Linked DNA regions of Triticum aestivum: region 2 is linked to region 1. The links are chromatin contacts, called in public Hi-C maps. All regions are on one chromosome and are shown on one strand. Each heading gives the region's core, a stretch centred on a gene start, on an enhancer-like site or on the middle of the called end of the contact. The rest is flanking DNA. Distances are from core to core; before and after follow the strand shown. Region 1 has its middle 57 kb from the start of LOC123078854. Region 2 holds the start of LOC123078854 (transcription factor LATE FLOWERING).

Region 1 (3,520 bases), core at 497-2,996:
AAATTTTAGCACAAAATATGAAGATGACCAATAAACCAGGACGGAGGTAGTAGTATGTATGTTTACAATCATTTTCTCATTTTTTGTCTTTGGAATTCATACTTCAAATACTAATTAAGTACCACATGATAAAGCTTCAAAAAATATGACCACATCTTTGACTATCAAAAATTTAATGCATGTAACAGAAAAATATGGTCAAAAAATATCATCACCATCAAAAATTTGATATCAGTGATATTATTTTTGTTAGTACACATAATTTATATTTTATTATTTTTTGGGGGGATATATTTTATTAGTTAGAGCTATAGTCAAAATATTATTCAAAATACGAGGGGACTAGGTAAGGCCGGGCTGAGGTAGTAACAAACATTTTTTTAGTCAACCTCCCAAGGATGTTTGACCGATTACCAACTTGCAGGGACGATGCAATTAGTCTGCTCTTGGACCACCTGCTGTGTGTTAGTCGCCTCACACAGATACAATGCACCGCACACAGCAGATTAACGCCTCTGCTTAATCATTCAAAAGTGTTGACTACGCCTTACATTAGCCATTAATAGACGACCAACAGTTGAATGATGCACAGATAGATCGCTCGGTAGGAGAAGGGTTGGACTAGGAAGATCGATCTGCTGGTCCCCGGCCTGCACAACAACCTTCGAGTAAGTAGCACGGGTCCGGCGAGTGAAGAGCACAGATCGAGCCGCTGCAACCGGAACTACATTTTCATGCACTCAGGCTGGTCATAGTGGGGAGTAACTTATATTAGTGTCGTGCATATGACACTAGTCTAAGTTACTATCTTCATAGTACAAAGTAACTAAGTAGTAGTGTTATAGATGGTTTCATTTATTAGCTCATAGACTCATTTTGTTTCGGGAAGCGCTATGTTACAGTAACATATTATGTTACCACAAGCACCTCTTTCCTTATTAAATACTTGTCACATAAGCAAAATTGTGTTGGGATGTGTTAAGTTACTATCTAAGTTACCCCACTATAGCTAGCCTCATATGGCTCCACTCCAGCTAGCCATCTAACGGTAACCTAATGGAGTAATGGTAAGACCGACCAGATACCGCTTCCATCTATTCTTGCCTCCCTATCAAATTTAGGAGGAGATCCAAGAAGAGGATACAAAGGAGCGGTAGAAGTTCTGTTCATGATGTTCATCACGGGCAGTGGAATGGGCATGGGTGCATGTCCAGCGGAATGGCAGAGAAATGTTCCTGCGCTGCGCTGCGTGCGTACGTGCATTTCCAGCGCGCGCTCTCGGCATCGGCCATCAAAGTGGAGCTAGGCTAGGTGGAGGTTGGTGCATCAATTCGCGCCTCTCGGATGAGCACGGACACATCTCGACGCCGACGTGATCGGGCCCCGGAAACAAAAGCCACCACCCATCCCTCTCCCCAATCCGTATCCGCCCGCGATCCGCCTCCGCGAAACTGGTGGCGTAGAAGCCCTCTGAAGGCCGCGCGCTGGATTCTTACGACGGCGACGGGCACGATGACGGGGACGGCGGGCGCGCGCGGGGACAAGGCGAGAGCATTAAGCCGGCCAGTGACAGCGTGCATGTACAGGGACCGGTTCTTGGAGCCCCCGGGGGGGCCGGGGGCCGGGAGCGATCGCTCTGGGCGGCCGGGTGAGCTGAACTGACCGGGCAGGCCAGGGGAGCTGCGAGAGGGCGCGTCCGCCATAATTGAGGTCTGACCTGCAGGCTGCGCCCTCAGGGTGGTCCGTGCGGGCGACAGGGACGTGTGCTGCCGCGCGCGCTCCCGCTGGGCGCGTGTCCGGCCCATCTCGCCTAGCCCTCCCCGCGGGCGACCGGGGCACGGCAGAGCGCGCGCGGGCGCGGGGCGAGGGATCGGATCGGAGGAGGAGGAAGCAACGGGGAGCGAGCGGCCATGCCGATTAAATGTGGGGGCTCGATCCGGGGGCAGAGTGCGCGGCCTGCTTACTTCGCCCAGCTCAGCTGCGCGCAACACGTATGTATCATACCGGATCCGGGATCCCGCCAGAACGACATGAACGCTAATACGACATGCACCCCTACCTTGGTCCAAGGAAATACTACTACAAAGATCTTGCTGGGTATCGATCATGTAGAAAGTAGAAACTAGTGGTATGGTGCGCAGTAGCATTCCGGTAGTTTCATGCGAGTAGACTCATCACTCAACCAACCTATGGGCATTGCCAAAATGGTCCATGCGTAGGATACCTGAGAGGTTGCTTTTAGAAGCACTAGCGCCGAACATGGTGGGATCAATGAAGCTTCAATGTCGGAGATCGCAACTCCGGTGGTCCAACGCTAGGGTATCAAATGTGTCCTGCTGCATTATGGAATTTATTTACGGGGTTCCACGGAGTAGAGTAGTTAAAGCATCTCCACTCGCGCTTCCAACATGCCCTCCCGGGCTCTTCTTTTAGCGTCGGCGCCGAAAAATCGGTCCAGTTGCCCACATGGCCTTGTTTATCGCCGGTTTGGGCCGAAATAACAGCCGGCGAACCCGAGCCGATCCCAAGCCCCCGGGGGTCGCCTGGGGGCGCCGGCCGAAGCGAAAAGGCGCGTGGGTCCGCTCTGTCGGCGAGAGAAGGCCCTTTTTCCCGCCGATCCCCCCGCTTTTCCCTCTCCATTTCCCTCCATTCCCCCCTTCTGCCCCTCTTCTCCCGCCATTCTCCTCCATCTCCCCTCCATCCGGCCACCATGCCGCCGAAGAAGTACACGGCCCCTCGCGCCGCTACCGATGCCGATGCCACCCAGCCAAAGCAGAGAAAGCCGACGTGCAGCCGTCCAAACCGACTAGAAGGCGGAGATTCAGCGCCGGGAGGCTGTCACCACCGATCGTCGGAAGAGGCTCAACGCCAAGAGGGCCCGGGACAGGGCGGCGGCGGCTGCGGCGGAGCAGGCAGAGGCGTCTCGCGCGGCGGAGCAAGCAGAGGTGTCTCATGCGGAGATGATGAATCCACCCGGCGGCCATGGCCCGCACGCTCCCTGGAGCCAGCAGAGCGTCAGGTCGCCGGCTGGTTTCTCGCCGTCGACACACCCCTAGGGTTGCGCGCCCTCGCCTAGCTACGCCGACGGCGACGTGCACGGCGGGTTCAACCCCAACATCACCTTTCCACATGGCCACCCCGCCCAGCGCACGCCCTCACCCGCGTTCACCGGCGTCCAGTACCCCCCTACACCTACTCACCGCCGGCTTACGCAGCCTCCCCGACGCCGCCTCTGCGCCGTGACGCACTGCACTTCTCGCAAGCCTCGTCGTCGCATCTCGGCAACCCCGACGCACGGAAGCCGACATGGACGACATCATCACGAGCGGCTCGGCCGCCGCCGCCTTCCCCAGGTTCAATGCTCAAGACGATACAATGGACCTCACCGGCGACATGGACGACGAGCTCGACTATGGCGAGGAGGAGGAGGAGGAGGAACCGGCGCCTGCTCCGGCGAGGAAAGAGAAAAAGAAGAAGCGGGCGGCCAAGACAGGCGAGCCGCGCGTCAAGTGGGCGTCCA
Region 2 (3,520 bases), core at 361-2,860, 57 kb after region 1:
ACGTGTGACGACAATATCACGTGCCTCCCAATCAAAAGAGCTAGTACATGACAAATCAATATGTTGGAAGCAAACTAAATAACGTACGTTCACTAGATCGATCAACAATGCTACTTTTCCTTGAAAGACGATAACGCCCTTCCTTAAGGATACCAGAATTGTAATTCTCCCAAGCTATCATTGCAGCAACGCCCTAAAGAACAAGATTATTCAGACCTCTGACCTGCTCTTATTTTATTACTTGCACAACTTTGTACCCATCCTTACACAATGGCAGTATCATATTCAGAGCGAGTTAAAGCCTGCCATGTGCACAAATACTCAGCGCTAGTTTGACGACCAACTCATGTTTACTGTTGACTGAGGGGGTTAACCAACCAACATGTCGTCACTGCCTCACAAAGCTAACGCAAGTGCTATCCTCCAAACTGTCAAACATCTCCATTTCGTGGGAGATCTTTAAAAAAATAAAAAATACACGCATGTAAAACAAAGCTCTAGACTCCAAATCTTACGAAATCGGTTGCCTATCATCATCAATGCGTGGTCCTATACTCTACATGACCCTATCATATACAGAGATTTTATGGGCCCTCCTATCTTGTTTTAACCAAAATAAAAAAAGGATGTGAAAACATGCAAGCATTAAATTTCTCTTTGTTTTTTGAGGTGTCTTTGTTTCCCTCTCCTTGCTTTGTCGTCATAGTTTTGTCTGCTTATCCCCCAATTTGCATCTACTCTCCAGCAACCTGATGTAGATCCCTTGTCATCTTGCTCTCTGTAAAAGGATTTAACTAGTAGTAAGATCCATGTTGCTTCACCGTTAACTTATACTACTACACTTATGGTTGGAACGGATCATTTTTACTGTTTATAATATAATATAGGTAGGAAATCATCCATGTCCAAGAGAGAGAGAGAAAACTGCACAAATTGCTTATGAGAGGTACCAAAAGGTGTAAGCGAGAGGGGGCCGGGTAAACCAAATATGGCTTGCTCCTTCACCTTGTGCCTCGTGGTATCACATAATGGGCAAAAATATAGTAACAAAAAGTTACTACCGCTGAAACGGACAGGACAGCGTGGCAGTCACCAACCTCTTCTGATTCTTCAGTCTGAATCCAAAGGCAAAAAAAGGCTACCAGAGCCCCAGGAACAAGCAGGATGCTTTAGATCAGAGACCAAATTAAGTAAGTGGAATCCTTTTGCTCGATCTTTTCCTAGAAAACGGACGAATTTCTCCCTGCCTCTGCATGCACACAACCCATTTTTACTTCACGGTTTAATTTTAGTACATGTACATAATGTGTCTCTCCAGATATTTTTGTAATCGAAGACCTGGCTAGGAGGTTCTACACTACATGTAGTGAGAGTGTGATGGGGTAAACCCCTGCACTGCACTGCAGATTACGTACGTAGGTGGTGCAAAAAACAAAATGAAGCATTGTTGAAAACAGAAGCGTAAGCTGTGTAAGATACATAAAGATTACAGATTTGGACAAGTATTTATGAGAGCGCGTCATCAGCTGTGCAACTTCATGTGCTCTGCTGCCCACTCATCATCATCCTTTCCCAACTGAACAGCCCCACAGGAACAGAGAACGCTACGCTATGCTATGCTAGGGGAGAAAGAGAAACCATCCCATATGCTTCGACTACTCTCGTTTTCCACACAGAGAGAGCTTGCTACTACTGTATATACATAGAGCCATCATACACACATGGACACATAGAGCTAGCTTAGCCATCTATAAAAGAAGCCCCATATACTGCCATAAACCGGAGGACCATATCCCACACGTATGATCTGTATTGTCTTCTCCCTCTCCTTCTCAGAGCTAGCATAGCATAGATCCAGAGCTTCTTTCCCGGAAGTAAGCTAGGTTGCTAGACCGGCCGGCTTGCTCTCGATCAGGTCCAAAGCCATCGATTGATCAATCATCTGCTCTGTTGCCATTAGAGTGGTCTACTCCTCTCTGCAAGACGCAGGTAGGTCTACATCTATCTATCCACAGTGTCTAGTACTTCAAATCTCCGGCTGCATCTTCTCCTCCTCCTTTTCATGCATGGTAGCTTGCTTGGTTGGGTACGGTCTATGAAGAAATTTGCTTCTTGCTGGCTCGAGGTCTCAGGCTCTTTCTTGGCTTATTCCAGGTCGATCGAACCCGCTGCGCGTCTCTCGGCCTTGCTCGCCGGCGTTTCTTGATGACGTGCTAGCTCCCTGCCCAAGGAGTTGCCGGCCTTGGAATTGGATCGGTCTTTCAAGCTGTGCTCCACCATCGGCGGCGAAGTTAGCTGGTGCCTCCCATTGTTGTTCCATCCAGCCATCTGGTTTCATCTCACAGGTATGGCGAGCTGCAAAGAATCTATACGCATACTGACTAGCACATATAGTTAGAGAATGCGGTTTTATGCATGCACACTTAATCAGGCTGCTTAGTACTAGTACAGTACCAGATAGTCCTATATATTACAGCAAAATATTTGAGGCCGGCGGGGTGTAATAACCTACTTTTCACATAAAGAGACATGTGCATGGCAAGTCGAGTAGGATTCTTGAGATTGGTAGTAAGTCGTAGAGTATAGCAGATGGCGGTGTAATTATAGGGTTCGAGACATCTCCGGTTTCTCTCCCCCGGCCGGCCGTCCTTGTCCGCCCATCAATACCTCGCCCGCGTGACACTGCTCCCTGACGTTCACGTTTCCACCCCGGCCGCGGCCCACCCCCCTCCACTCCATGCCTCAATTTTGATTCCCTCCTCCTCGATCGTATTCGTGTCATTCATAGTATCACTCTATTTACAGCCGAGAATAATATATGCTAACGCTTTCACTCTCTGTTACGTGCAGCCGTCCCAGAATCCCTGCGCCAGTCGCTGCCTAGTTAATTAGCTTCTCCCGGCGGCGGCGATGGACACCTTCGGCTGGTCCGGCCCCGGCCTGCACGACGACGCCTACCTGCCCCGTCCTGTCAGCCAGCTGAGCTGCGGCCGGTTCGACCTGGACGACGCCTTCCTCGGCCAGCTCCAGTGCGACTTCGGCGGAGGAGGCCAGGTGAGCTCGAGCTACGGTGCTGCCGTCGGAGGCGCAGCGGTTAATAACGGCCCGCTGGGATTCTTTGGCTCGGGGGTCGACGTGTTCTCGTCCGTCGTCGACGGCGCCAGCGCGCACGACGGCCTGCTCGACTCGGCGCTCGCCTTCTCCAGCGTGCTCCCGTGCGGCGGGGAGGGTGACCCCGGGGCCGTCTCCAACGGCGCCATGTTCTCCGGCTACAGCGGCACCACCGTCTGTAACATCTCCTCCGGGGAGTCCAACAACTACAGCGGCGGTGGCGGCGGCCACGACGTAACCGAGGTGGCGTCGCCGACGTCCACCATATCGCCCACCACGACGTCGCACCCCACGATTACGTCGGCACAGCAGGTGCTCCACGTGAGCCGGAAGCTACCCGCCGACGACTGCCCCGCGGCAGCAACGGTGCCGCCGCTCCCACGGGCCGGCACAAAGCGGAAGTCCCCCA

What was found. A called contact is a pair of places that touch in the nucleus more often than the background predicts.
Region 2: a contact with region 1 is called in a Hi-C map of leaf, with 5 times the contacts expected there. The contact joins the promoter of LOC123078854 here to the enhancer-like site in region 1. A contact is called at or near these places in 5 of 5 Hi-C or Micro-C datasets (leaf, root and an unstated tissue) and 1 of 1 datasets of contacts at active chromatin or transcription factors (leaf).

What each region holds. Positions count from the first base shown.
Region 1 is chr3D:355,384,240-355,387,759 of IWGSC CS RefSeq v2.1, forward strand. No RefSeq gene overlaps it. Among protein-coding and RNA genes, the nearest start is that of LOC123078854, 57 kb to the right of the region's middle. Within about 2 kb of position 1,747, at least 4 of the 8 cell types and tissues checked have an H3K27ac peak or open chromatin away from gene starts, as enhancers often do. A contact at or near this core is called in leaf, where this site is marked.
Region 2 is chr3D:355,441,321-355,444,840 of IWGSC CS RefSeq v2.1, forward strand. It overlaps LOC123078854 (transcription factor LATE FLOWERING), which reads left to right and starts at 1,611. Exons shown (of 3, transcript XM_044501496.1): 1 at 1,611-1,989; 2 at 2,155-2,345; 3 at 2,851-3,520. The coding sequence starts at 2,911.